Linked DNA regions of Bos taurus: region 2 is linked to region 1. The links are chromatin contacts, called in public Hi-C maps. All regions are on one chromosome and are shown on one strand. The core of a region is the stretch at or near the end of the contact, and the rest is flanking DNA. Distances in the headings are between cores, read along the strand shown.

Region 1 (6,945 bases), core at 1,567-4,066:
GCCGCTGTCACTCACACATCCCGACGCATTGTCTCACCATGACTGAAGCAACGGAACAACTCTTGCGACAGTTGCCACACAGCGCCATATGGAAAAGTCACGTGTGGTGTGTGTGTGTCTTGGACGACAGCCGTGCGTCTGCTTCCGGTGCGGATGCATGGGTGGGTGCGCTTGGGGTAGGGGTGTTTTTCGAGCGGTATGACTGAGTGTTTGGGGGTAGATCTAGGATCTGGGCAGGCCTTTTGACTGGGAGCCCCTCACTCTCAAGTATAAAACAGATCTTTAGCAGAGAAGGCTTGCAGTGGGAATGGATTCCTTTGCTCTGACCCTGCTGGCTCAAAACTGCCATTTTACAGCTCCCCATGAAGACTGCTGGCGAGTCAGTCCTGGTACCCACCAAGAAGACTGTTCGCTTTCAAGGGAACCTTCCCAGCCTACGACCTTAGCCTCAGACTAAGCTGGGCTGGCTGTGTCCCGCATCCACCCTCCTTTCCATGGTGCCTCTTTCCATCCTTGATTTGGATTCAAGGACAGTCAACCCACAGACCGACCAGCGGCTGATGAAGTGACCAGGTACGAAGCGCTCTGAAGAAATGGTCGATAAAGAGGCCAACCAGGGTCTCATTCTTGGAAATTTGAACTGGAAATTGGAGAGTATCAGCCAGTTGGTAGAAAGAGAAAACAGGAGACAGAAAGCATGCAGAAGGCAAGAGAGTGGCAGAGCCCCACTAGCGGGGCACAGGGGACTCCCAAAACAGACGTGGGAGTGAAGACAGTCCAGCGCCTGGGGCTGCCCAAAGGCTCCAACATCCTCCCCATAACTCCCTCTGATGCCCTGCTGGACTTGTTTCTTTCCGCTTGTGTATTCCAGTGCGATCCTAATCACATTAATTGTATTAGGATGACAGGCAGCAAATAACAGAAAACCCAACTAAAAACGGTCTAAATAAGAAAATGATCTTTTTTTCTCACTTAAAATCCCAAGGGTTCCCCCACTTCTTCATCTCAACTCCTCACCCTAGCCACCATCCAAGGTCAGTTCATTTAGTGATTCAAAAGTGTCGTGAAGACTCCAGGTGTTTCCTGGCTTTCTCCCGTCACCCCAATATGCTGCTTGTCCTTCTAGGCTAACTTCTTCCTTTGTCCAGGAAGATGGTGGCAGTTCCAGGTAATGACATCCAGAGACAAAAAAGGATGCAGTTTTCCTGTGTGCATCAACTCTTCATCACCTCCCCAGTCTTCCATCATATCTCCTTGGCCAGAATCACGCCTGATGCCCACTCCCAAGTCATTCCCTGGGGCCAGTGGGGAGGAACTCGGCCTCCCCTGACTGGCACCACACTAACCCAGATAATGCCATGTTTCAGCTGGCCAGGGGATGGACACAGCACTGCCTGCTCCACTTTGCACCTCAGGCACCTAACAATGACGTTCCATTTCATGAAATGAATTGGTTGACCTTCTTTCCAACTCAGAGAGTCAGCTAACCCTGAGCTCATCTTTAGCAGGTACACGTGGGGAGCTCAGTGAGTTTATAAATACAGTTTTGTGTGGGGTCCTAAAGTCTCCATTCCTTCCAGTGTTTTATGGGCACACACACACACACACATTGAATTAAGGGACTCTGGGGAATGGCCTTTCACAACTGCAGCTAACCACTGAACCTTCCAGTTCACTTCTTGCCTTCTCTGGCCCCTAAGTCAGCAGTCAGCCTTTGGGAGGCAGGGCCTGTCTTTAGCCTATAGGGATGCTTTTCTGGACCAGGGGGTTTTCCAGATTTCAGAGTGCATCACAGAAAGGGCTGGAGAGCCCCTTAAAGCAAAGCTTGCTGGCCTCCACCTTTTGAGCATCTGATTAAGTAGGTCTGGGACCATGTGCCTTTCTGACAAGTTTCTAGACAATGACTTTGAGAACCGCTGCTCTAGGGCCAGGAGCACCCATCTTCCTTCCATCTAGAAGGGAAGCTTCTAAGGAGGCCACTGGGCCACTCACATCGATTCTTCTGCAGTAAGGGGAACCTGTATCCTTGTCACTTGCTGTCAGCCCCTCTCCAGGCAGTAGGTACTCCACGGCCTAACTCTCAGAGAAACAGAGGCCATCGTGTCCGGGAATGTTAGAGGGTGGAAACCTGGCCCCCTGCCACTGGAGGAAAAGGAGAAGGAACTTGCCTGTTTGTTAGAGTCTAGCTGGGGACAGGGGCCCAGAACCTCAGGCCTTTCCCCGCTGTGTGCTCTCCCGTCTGTGAAATGGCCTGTCCGGTGGGCTACATACGGTTGCTGTGAGCATAAAGAGGAAAGGCGGGTTTGAAACTGCCCAGCCAAATGCAAAGCTCTTTATTATCTGCAGTCTTATTAATCACAAAAAGGTAAGTCAGGGCTGTGTAAAGGCTCCTGGGGAAGAGGGGCGGCCCGGGTCAGTTTCTGGGTCCCCGTGCCTGTCTCCCTGGCCAAGCAGGTGTTCATGCTCCAGAAGGCTGAGCTCCCCAAGCCACACCCCCAAGCGTGTGCACTGGGCCGCGGCCATCCCCCCCAGGCCCCCGTGACTCGCGCGTGCCCGCGTAGATCGCACAACAGATTGAAGACGAGGCCTGTGTTTCCCGTCCTTCCCCAGCCTGCTCCGGGATCCCAGCCGCGCACCAGGGCCGTGGAGCCCCGAGGCGACGAGAGTCCGGGGAGAAAGCCGGCGTTTCCCTCCCGCCCTCCGGGGTCGGAGAGCGGGCTGGGGATTGGGCCGCCGCCGGAGGACCAGGGGCAGGCCGCTTGGCAGAGCCGCCTATGGGGAGGGCCCCACCAGCGCCGCTCGGCGGAGCCCTGGGGCCGCGCCGGCTCGTCCCAACATTGTTCAGCACCCCGCGTCAGCCTTGGCCGCGGCCCCTGGCGCGCGCCGGCCGCTTTTGGCCGCCTTGGCCCCGTCTGAACCCTGCGGGCCGCGGGCCAGGGCGGGCCGAGCGCCGCCGCACCGGGCCCCTCTCCCGACGCCTCCCGGCCGCCCGGGACGCTTCTCCCGGCCTCCCAGGCCCGCCTTGGGCCTCCCCCTACCCCGATCCTCGCGCCGATCGTCCACGGGTGCAAAACCCTGGGGCTGGGCTTACGGGTTTGCGGGCGTGTGCGCGCCGGGGGCTCCCTGCGCGCGCCGCCGCTCCCTACAGGGACGCGCGCAGGGGGCTGCCCCACCGAGCCCGTGCCTGGCGCCCAGGGGTCCACCCTGAGCTTGGGCTCAGTGCTCCTGGGCGCGCGGGCGGGAGCCGAAGGGCCGCGGCAGGGCGGAGAGGCCTGTGGCCGCTCTGGTATCTTCGGGCGCACAGGTTCTGGAGAGCCCTGCGCGCCCCTCGGGGCTCCAGCCGGCGAGGTTCCAGATGTGTGCAGCTGTGCAGCGTGCGGGCTTCCCCCTCGGTGGGGGCCGAGTCAGAAGCGGCCCCTGCTGCTCTCTGTGTGAACCGGGTGGGGAAGCTTTGCCTGGGAGGGCCGGCGTATGGCCATAGAATGTTCTGGGGGGAGTGAAGGGCCTTTGGTTGAGAAGTTGAAGGCTTGGGTTGAGGACGGGGTCTTGGTGTCACCATTATTTACCAGCTGCCCATGCTTGAGAAATCCAATCTCCCCCATTTTCTTGATTATCCGTAATATAGCTATCATGGGTGTGCTTCTTATCTTCCGTACATTATTTTTTTGTCTTTCCCACAACACACAGGGTCGGTGTTACCCACTTTTTGCAGATGAAGTGAGATCCATCCACGCCTGCCAAGGTTACACCAGGGCTGAGTGGGGACCTGTGACTTGAAATTATCTCTAATTCCAGAGACTGGACTGTGAGAATTTGATGGGAAACAGAATTTTTAAGATGCAAAAGAGTGGTAGACACTATTCTCTTCCACCTTCCTCGGTGCCTGGAGTCCCACCCGCAGGCATGACCCTTCCGCCTCCCGAACTCCACAGCGACCCTTCCTTAGGATAGCTGGTGAAGAGGCAGGGGTTCAGGGTGGGGACCCCCGACAGTAAGCCTCGCCTGGAGCCAGAACCAGAGGGGGGCCTCGCCCTCTTCCATCCACATCCTTTGCGGTGTTTTTGAAAAACCAGATTCACTGCTGTGGGGTTTCCTCTCCACCTTCAGTTGGGCAAAAGGATTTCCTCCTGTGTGTAGAGGGAGGAAGTGGCCCATGGTGGTCCACACAGTCATTCTGGACCACCCCTCCCCAGAGCCCACCCACCACCGGGACCCTTGGGAGTCTGAAGGTGCCTCAACTTCCTCATCTGTGCTCCAGCGTTCACTTTGCTGATAAAATGGTCGGGATGCTGAAGAAAAAAGGGCCTGGGTGCCAGAGAAATCTGGGTGCTAGTCCTTGGCAAAACGAAAACTTCTAGCAATACCACAACCGGTCTTGCCTCACCCCGGGAGAGTTGTGGTGAGACTCAAAATGGATACTGGCACACCAGTGCTTCGGGAAGTGTGAAATGCCTCACACGTTCACACAAGGCGCTGGGAACAACAGGGATATAAAAATGAATGCCATCTGGGAATCTTCCAGGCCAGCAGGGGAAATAAAAATGGCTATACACATAGTCAAAACATAAGATTGCATGCAAGTGCTACAGCGTGTACCCCGTGGCATGGCCTTACCCCCTTTCTGGAACGACAGAATACCCGTGCATTTGGCTCGCCGCTCACATTCCTCCCCTAGCTGCACGGGCAATCTGGCCACACCATAGCTCTAGCCCAGTCATTCCCGTCTCCAATGAACCCCCTTCTTTCCATTAAAGTGGGTCTATGGCAGGGATATTTTTCCTCTTTTTACTGGGGGGAGGGGGAGGGGATTAGTTTCCTATTACTGCAGTGACACATTACTGCAAATGTAGTGGCTTAGCATGTATCTTACAGTTCTGAAGGCCCGAAGTCCAAAATCGGTCTCACTGGGGTTAAAATCAAGGTGCCAGCAGGATTGTGTTCCCCCTAAAGCGCTAAGGGAGAACCCGTTTCCTGCCCTCGTCTGTCTTTTGGAGGGCACCTGCATTGTGACTCGTGTCCCTTCCTCTGTCTTCAAAGCCATCAGTGTTGAGCTGAGTCTTCCTCACCTCGCATTGGCTCCAAGCTCTGCTTCCACTGCCTCACCTCACACCTTCTGACTGACACACTTCCCTGCTCCTTGTAAGGCCTCTTCCGATTACACTGGGCCCACGTGGCTAATCCAGGATAATCTCTTTAAGATTCTTAACGTAATCACATCAGTAAAGTTCCTCTTGCTTGTTCACATTCACGAGTTCCACAGACTAGGCCACTTGGCAGGGCGAGGGGCGGAACTGGGGCCTCAGAACATTTTTCTAAGGAGAAATATCAAACATTCAACTCTCTTCTTCAACCAAGAAGTGGGAATTTATTGTGTGACACAGGGAGCTCAACCCAGTGCTCTGTGACAACCTAGAGGCGTGGGATGTGGTGGGATGTTCAGGAGGGAGCGGATATATGTATTATGGCTGATTCATGGTGATGTATGGCAGAAACCAATACAATATTGTAAAGCAATTATCCTCCAGTTTTAAAAAAAAAAAGTAACATAGCAACTTCTCCTATAAATGTGACAAACTTTGAAAAAAAATATACCTCTGCTTTTCTTCCTGTATCCATTTAACATCAGATCCCCTGCTATGAAGGAAGAAGAAATAATGAAGAGCCTCAGACATAGACTCTGCATAAAAGAACAGGGGGGAAGCTCAGTAGGTTGGGAAATTGTGGTGTGTGCCTTACTGGGAATGGAAGTTACAGGCCTTTGAAATGATTAGCTGTTAACCATTGTTCACAGCTCTTCAGCTGCTCTACTCTGCAATCTTTTGGCGCCATTCATTTCTAAATATTCTTAAAGCATCAAAAGAAACCTTGGCTCCTTTTCTTTTCCACAAGAACTACCTGGAAAATAAAAAAATAAAATGAAAATGGTGCTGCTCTGATTGAAGTGGGCACATGGAGCCCCTCAAACAGTCCGTCAGATTCTAGGAACATGGTTTGAAATCTGTTTTGTGAGGTCGTTTCTCTGAGTGAAATAACAAAAATAACTTAAGTTAGAAATTACCATTCAGAGCACTAGGGAGAACACCGTGTTGAAAGTTACTTCTTGGAAGCAAAAGCAAGGAACACAGTATTCTTTCAAGAACCGGCTCTTGTGCTGAGCCTTGATTTCCCCAGCGTTGCCATATAACATGGGTGCTTCCATGCCATAAGCCTTTAGTTAAGAGAGTAAAAGGGTCAGCGTGCAATATGTTGAAAAGTACATAGGTCCAGAAACCAGGTGGGAGGAGCTCTGACCCATTCATTCATTCACACCATATTTACAGAGTGCCTAGAAGGACTTCCCTGATGGCTCAGGTGGTAAAGCGTCTGCCCACAATGCAGGAGACCTGGGTTCAATCCCTGGGTTGAGAAGATCCCCTGGAGACGGAAATGGCAACCCACTCCAGTACTCTTGCCTGGAAAATCCCATCCATGGATGGAGGAGCCTGGTAGGCTACAGTCCATGGTGTCGCAAAGAGTCAGACAGGACTGAGCGACTTCACTTTCACTTTATCATGGGCCCAGGCACAGTCTGGGGGTAGAAGAGGACTCCGGGTAAAGAAGCAGGGAAGTGTGGCACGGGCTATCTGGCCACACTGTGGGACGGGGCTCTGTGCGTGAGGCACAGGGGAAGGCCTGGAGAGCTTTCCAGAGGAAATGGTGTGTGAGCCTGGAGCTGGAAGACACGGAGGAGTTGCCCGCAGAGACTGGGGCTGCAGGAGGCCGGGCTCACTGAACCTGGCCAAGCCCAGAGAAGGAGAGGCGAAGGGAGCGGCTCTGTTGCCCAGTAAGCAGGGGCTGATGATGCCGTAGGGCCCCGAGGCCCTTTTAAGGAGCTCGAACTTTCTCCCAAGAGCTAGGGGAACCATTACAGGGTCCCAAGAACTGACTCATTGGAAAAGACCCTGA
Region 2 (6,945 bases), core at 1,684-4,183, 64 kb before region 1:
CGAGGAGCTTCTCAGCATCTTGGCTGTATGCATCACAGCTTTCCTCAGAATAGCCCAGCGGTGGGTGCAGGGAGCTGAATGCGTTGAGGGTAGGAGGACCCCTTGCCCTGGTACAGCGGGGGGCTCCAGGGTCGGCTTCCGTGGGTGTGTGCGCTGGGAAAGGGTGGACGGTGAGGGGGCGCCGCTCCAGCGCAGAGGCCGCATGCGCTCAGACCCAGGGAGGGGCTCCTTCCCCGGATCCCTCTCAGCCTCGCCCCTCCCCAGCCACGTCACAGTTCGGTATCAGCCACCACACGTTGTCTCGCTGAATGGCCGTTTCTGGAGGTGGCCTGGCCGGTGCCATTCTCCTGAGCCCCTCGATTCACAATGGCCTTTCCCTGAGCCTCGGGGGAGGCCTCAGGGCCTGAGCTATAGCCCTGGCCTCCACCGTTCTCCACGTAATAAGGGTCTTCGCCCTGGATGGTGTATAAATAAAGGAGCATTATCTCGTAAGCATGGGAGCCAGATGAGGGGGAGGGGGGAGGCAGAGGAGGGGGAGGGGGCTGCAGCTGCGTGTGCAGACTCCTTTCTTCCTGAAGAGCGCTCAGGGTTCCAGCTCCTAGAGGAGAAAGGACAGAGGAGAGGCGCCCACAGTGCCACGGCAGTTCGAGAGCCAACTCGCGCCAGGAACTGGGCCGTCCCCAGAGGAGGCCAGGGGCCAACAGCCAAACCCTCCTCTAGACCACTTCAAGAGTCGAGTTTCCTTCCACATGTCCCCTTCTTGTGAGACACTGGGTACCCATGGGCCTTTAATATGCTTGCAAAGAAATGGCTGCTTTAGCTGTTCTGGTTTGTACCCAGCTAAACTATCCCAGGGAAAACAAAAAATAGATGACACAAACCATCTGTTACCATGTGGGGGCAGGGTCCCAGTTCACGCCCCCCTCCCCAGTCTACTATATATTGTTCTGACTCGTCCACAGATACAGTAATGTCCATGTGCACACATTCCTGTGTGAGGGCACAGAAGTACCTCTTCCGGTATTTCTCCTCCCCTTGCATGACATTCACGGACCTCCCCAGGAGACCTAGCTTCATCATTTGCTTTGCCCTGGAGCCCAGAACTGACCAGCCTTTCTCCCGTTGGGCTCCAGCTGCGGCGGTTCATCAGGAAATAGCACGTGGTGATCAAGATGGCCAGCAGGATCCCCGAGGTGACCAGTGCAATCAAGGTCTTCCGGGAATAGCTCTGGTGGCTGCTGACAACTTCTTCAGAGATGTCCTCGATGCCCATCTTGAAGAGAAGCCATAGAAAAGTGAGCCTTCCACTTGTGGAAGGTGGGTTCTAGAAGAGGAGCCCAGCCCATGCTAGACGCCTCTGTGTGACTCAACACTGAATACACCCAAGAAGACATAGACCTCGGGGATTTTCTAAACAGGACTTAAGACTGGTATCTCTTCATTAAGCTGAACTGTAAAATTTTGTTTCAAAGATAGAAGGGCAAAGACCGTTGGAGAAGGGTGGGGAGGTAGGAAGGGTAGGTAGGTACTTTCTCCCCTGAGACCCCTCATCTCTGCAAACTTACCTCTCTCAGGTCAGACCGGTGCTCTTCCAGAAGTTTGATCTTGCTGGAACTTTCTAGAATGAGAAATGGAGTTTGCTGCATCCAGAAGCTGGAACAGCTCATCCTGCGCTGTTCTAGAAGAGGCTCTGACAGTGAGGGTAGATCTCAGGAGGGTCTTTCCCAGCCTCAGCATGGCCCTGCTCCCCGGCACCTGTGCCCTCTGAGCTGCAATGCCTGGTTTCTACCCAGCATCCTCTAACCCCAGCCCGTCTCCCCCTCTAGACCTCAGCACAGACCTGTCCCTTACCTGTCCTGTTGGTCAGGACCAGCAGCAGGCACTGAGGCCTCACCTCAGACTGGGCCAGGAGCAAGGAGCACACCTCGGCCTGTTTCTTCTGACACAGGAATCCGGTCAGTTTCTCTTCATTGTTCTTCTTAAACTCCTCCTGGGACAACAGAGAAAAGTGGTGAGCAGGACATGAGGTCGCTGGTATCCTCTGCACTGTATCCGGAGTCTCAGGCAATGATTCAGATTAAAGTCCCACTGTTACCCTCAAAACAAAAAGAATCCTTTTTTTCCCCCCCTAAAATTCCAAGTGAAAAAAAAATCTTGCAAACTTCATATGTGCAAAAACACAATAAGAAAAAAAAAAAAAAAAACTCCAAAATTTTCCAAGATCAAAAGGTGGTCTTAGCTGGCACTCTATGATGTCAGAGAACAAATTTAGGAACCATTACCTTATTGAAGGATTGCCCATGTAAACCTACACTATCCAAATTAAGTTCAAAAGAAATCACCAATAACACAAAATATTAACAGTGCAATACAAATGAAGATAAAACCCTCTGTTTCAAGGCTATAAGAGGCCCAGATATTGAAGGAAAAGCCAAGGGAGATGAGGAGTAGAGAAGAAATTTATGACTATAGATGCAACGGGATCCTCATCCCTTCCCTCTTAGTCTCCAAGGGGTCTCACAGACAGCATGGCTCAAATTCAAGTGGGGCTCCTGTCTAGTTTTCCATTCCCTGTCCCCACTAGAGACACGGAATCCAGTTTCACATGAGGTGGACAGGTCGCTCCAGGTTGCTGACTGACTAGTCCGTGAGAGTCAGACGCTCAGACTCAGAAGACAGACTCTGACAATTCTTCAACAGTATAGCCTCAGGAAAGGGATGAATTAGAAGCCGTGGCTGTTCCCCCTCCTCGGTCTTCTAGGATTTATTCCAGCAGCCTCCGAAGGGAGTGGCCTGCTCTACCCAGAAAAGGAATCAAAACCAAGACACTCTCCTCTGTCCGGATGGCAGATGGCGGGGGAGGAAATGCCTGAGCAGCTCTGACAGCTTTCCTGTGAGGGGAAAACTGCTGGGGCGTGTGAGGGGCATCAGAGCTGAGCCTCCGTGGAGGAGAGAGCTTCCTGTTTGCAGAGCGGTGCTGCTCCGAGGGCAAGGCCACAGGGCCCTCCCAGCTTGGCAAGCAGCCTGGGTATTTTCCTATTGCTGTGGCCCAAGGCAGTAAAACCCAGGCTCCTTTGCTCCTGCACAAGGCAAGGTCAAGATTGGCCTCACGTCCCAGCTTTCTTCTGCCAGCTGGAATTCGAGGCTTTGGGGAGCCCAGACAGCAGGGCGAGCTAACCTCCGGATCACAGAAGAGAGGAATCCAGCGGGAACCTTAGAAGGGCCCCAAGAGCCAAGGTTACAGAGAGATGAGTCCTCAGGCCATGGCTCCTTCTTCCTTGGGAGAAGGACAGATGAGGCAGGTCTCCAGGGAAGTCCCAGGATAAGAGCTCCTCACAATAGCATTTGCTGTGGGGAGTCTGGGCACCACACTGGGTGTGGTCAGCAGTCTCCTTCTTCTCTGGGCTCGTGTCCCCTCGGACTTGCCTTGCTGCCCCGTGAGCAGCTTCTGGAGGAGGAGGAGGGAAGTCCCTGCCTGGATGACTCTGGGCTTGTAAGGTATCTCTGGCTGACATGTGTCTCGTTCCCGAGAGAGGCAGGGGGACGGGGCACAATCGAAACAAGCCGAACAAGGAGGCACCTCCTCCGTGTGCTGAGTCCTAAGAAGCTCCGCCTCGATCAGACTCAGCTGTTCTGATGGTGATCAGAACTGCGTGAATCCCTCTGTGCGTGTGTCGTGTGTGGTGTGTGTATGTGGAGCGGGGCTAGCAATGAATTCCACGTGGTCGGAGCTGTTGGTATGTCCACATGGCCATGAAGACAGACACAACTTCCTGTGTCTCAGGCACTGGTCCTAAGTGCTTTCTGCACATTGACTCACTTAGGTTTCACACAACTCTATGAGATGGACACTGTTACTCTCCCCATTTTATAGATGAAGAAACTGAGGCACAAAGAGACTTCAGAGTTGATAGAGTCACATGGTAAGAACCCTAAGAGAGGCACAATGGTACCGTGGGCATGTACAGGAGAGCAAGCACACGCCTGCTTCGGGGTTATCAGAAACATCTCGAAATAGGCCTCACAGAATGGACAGAATGTATGCAGGAGAAGCTGGGGAAGGGCCTCGGGAGTGCGGGTGCCACCCTGAGGAAGCCCAGGCATGCATGAGCCTGCAGCCTTCACAGAATGGGTTGCCCCTGGGAATGAAGCACATGGCCTTTCCCCTTGGAATTTCATCCTTCAAGGCTTGATTCCACCTCCCCTCCTCCAAGAAACCAGTCCCTATCTTCCAGCAGACTGGGTATCCGTCCTTGCTCTGCTATTTACTAGATTCTTTGCAAGTCATACAGCTCATCTGAGTGTGAGGTTCCTCAGCTGAAGACTCAGTAGGGGTGGTGACTGAAGAGCTGCTCTGTGAAGAGTGTCTGACAAGGTGCTTGGAACCAAGTGGGCACGGGATAAACGGCAGCTGTTCTGAAGCAACACCTCCTAGACCATATCGTCTAGAATCCGCACGTCGATGTTTAATCACATTCTGCCTTACTGCTATTATCATTTCTCTGTGACTAGATTGTAAGGCCTCTCAGTTGGGGGCGGGGAGGGGGATGTGGGTGGACATTAAATAATTTTGAACCCAGACTGCACAAAGCATAGCACCAGAAAAACAAGAACTCTGTGAACTCTTGTTCATCTTAACGTCCCAAGTGGTTTGACTTCCACACGGGGGCCCTCCGCCCTTTGCTTAGTTTCTTGGACTCAATTCAGGGGAATAACAGTGGCCGGCCAGCCTCCCTCCTACTCTGGAATCCAGCAGCATCAGTGAATTGTGTCTGAGCCTGGACAGAAGCAGGTGGATCCTGAACAAAGCACAATGCGCCTCCGGACGCTTGAAATAAACATCCTCCCCCAAGAGAGGCTGCAGGCAGGCATCATGGGACAGTGGGCAGGAGGAAGCCACAGCCTCACCATGTTGTTCGTGGGAATCAGACTGGTGGACCATCAGCTAGCACATGGTATTTTATAAAAACATTATCATCATCATAATAAAACCACCTAAGTTTTCTAAAGCAGCATTCTCAAACTTTGCAAAGACTCTCAGCATGTTAAAGAAGCACATTAAATATTGGAGTTGGGGGAGAGAGGGACAGGTATTTTTCTCAACTTTAAGATATTACTCAATCTTAAAACTCTAGAATCAGTCACCTCTCTCTCTCCCTTCCTCCCCCTCTCTCAGTATTTTATTGACTTTGGTGTAAGCTTGACAATGCAGCTAAAATCCCTCTTTTCATATAGAGACTGGAATAATTAAAGGACAAGTCACACAGGTGGGCAGCTGACCAAAAGTCAGGGTGTCCCCGATCTCAGGTTCTTTCCAGAAGACACTCTGTCTTCATCAGTCCCCCATCTGCAACTTACTTTTTCTGCATGGAAACTAACCTGTAGTGTTTGAGCGGAGGGCAAGGAAGACACGGGCTGGGGGACATTACCTGGAGGCAGCCTGCCCAGTGAAGTAAGTGGGACAGCACAAGGGGGTGTGAGCTAGCTGAGCAAGTACCACCTCTGCTTATAAACATAGGTGGTTCTGAAGAAAGGCAGTTCCGAAAGACAAATTGGAGGGCAAAGGACTTGAATAGAGATTTCTCCAGAGAAGATACACAAACGGTTAGTAAGCACATGAAAGAAAACCCAGCATCGTTAATCATTAGGAAATGGCAATCAGAGGCACCTCGCATCCAATCACACGGCTGCCATCAAAAAACCGAAAATAATGAGTGCTGGTGAGGATGAGGAGAAACTGGAACGTCTGTGTCCCATTGGTGAGAAATAAGGTGGTGCAACTATTATGGAAAACAGTATGGTGATTCCTCAAAATTTTAAAAATAGAGTTACCATATGATCCAGCAATTCCATTTCTGGATATATACCAAAAGAAATAAGAGTGTTGAGATATCTGAGCAAACATGTTCATAACAGCATTATTAACCATAAGCCAAAAGGGGGAAGCGACCCAAGTGTTCATAGGTGAATGAATGAGTAAAATTGGACATGAACATACAATGGAATATTATTCAGCCTTAAAAAAGAAAATTCTGACACATGCTACATCATGGATGAGCCTTGAGGACATTAGACTAAGTGATTATGTATCAGTCACAAAAAGATAAATACTACATGATTCCACTCATACGGGGTACCTAGAATAACCAAATTCTTAGAGACAGAAAGAACAGTGGTTATCAGGGAGAAGGAGGAGGCGGGGGTAAAGGGAAGTTGTTTAATGGGTGGAGAGTTTCAGTTCTGGAAGATGAAATGAGTTCCTAACATTGATCATACAACAGGGTGAATGTACGCAACAGTACTGAACTGCACACTTAAAATGGTAAATTTCACGTTATGTATATTTTACCACCATTAAAATGACTCCTTGGTAGATTCCCCTGGATCAATAGATATGAAATAAGAGAATAAGGGCTTCCCTGGCAGCTCAGCTGGTAAAGAAGACGGTAAAGAGTCTATCTGCAATGTGGGAGACCTAGGTTCGATCCCTGGCTGGGGAAGATCCCCTGAAGAGGGGAATGGCAACCCACTCCAGTATTCTTGCCTGGAAAATCCCATGGATGGAGGAGCCTGGCAAGCCCCAGTCCATGGGGCCGCAAAGAGTCGGACAGGACTGAGCAACTCACACACGCATAAGAGAATAAAGTAAGCTTACATTCTGAAAACCATGTGGGAAATCACAACCACCAAGAAGTAAATTAACCTGAGGTTGCAGCACAGAGAATGAACATCAGGCGTGGGTGACACGTTCTGCTAATGAGGCTCCTGGGATGTAGTACCAGCTGCTTGACAAGAGTATGGGATTACCGTCCTCTGGCTGACATAGGTGACCACTATCTAGAGGTGAAGCACAGGAGCAAAAGGAGAGTAGCTGGGATAGAAATGTCTACAGAACGCATGTACAGAAGACAGGCCCAGTGATCCCCATAGCAAGAGCCAGCAGAC

What was found. A called contact is a pair of places that touch in the nucleus more often than the background predicts.
Region 2: a Hi-C map of 4-cell embryo shows a contact between it and region 1, with 3 times the contacts expected there. The contact joins two enhancer-like sites. A contact is called at or near these places in 6 of 11 Hi-C or Micro-C datasets (4-cell embryo, blastocyst, liver and 2 more).

Annotation. Positions count from the first base shown.
Region 1 is chr16:75,417,097-75,424,041 of ARS-UCD2.0, reverse strand. No RefSeq gene overlaps it. Among named protein-coding and RNA genes, the nearest start is that of CD34, 46 kb to the left of the region's middle. Within about 2 kb of position 2,816, at least 50 of the 102 cell types and tissues checked have an H3K27ac peak or open chromatin away from gene starts, as enhancers often do.
Region 2 is chr16:75,481,344-75,488,288 of ARS-UCD2.0, reverse strand. It overlaps CD34 (CD34 molecule), which reads right to left. Exons shown (of 8, transcript NM_174009.1): 5 at 1,852-1,990; 6 at 1,566-1,618; 7 at 1,109-1,273; 8 at 1-455. The coding sequence ends at 270. Among named protein-coding and RNA genes, the nearest start is that of CD34, 19 kb to the right of the region's middle. Within about 2 kb of position 2,933, at least 39 of the 102 cell types and tissues checked have an H3K27ac peak or open chromatin away from gene starts, as enhancers often do.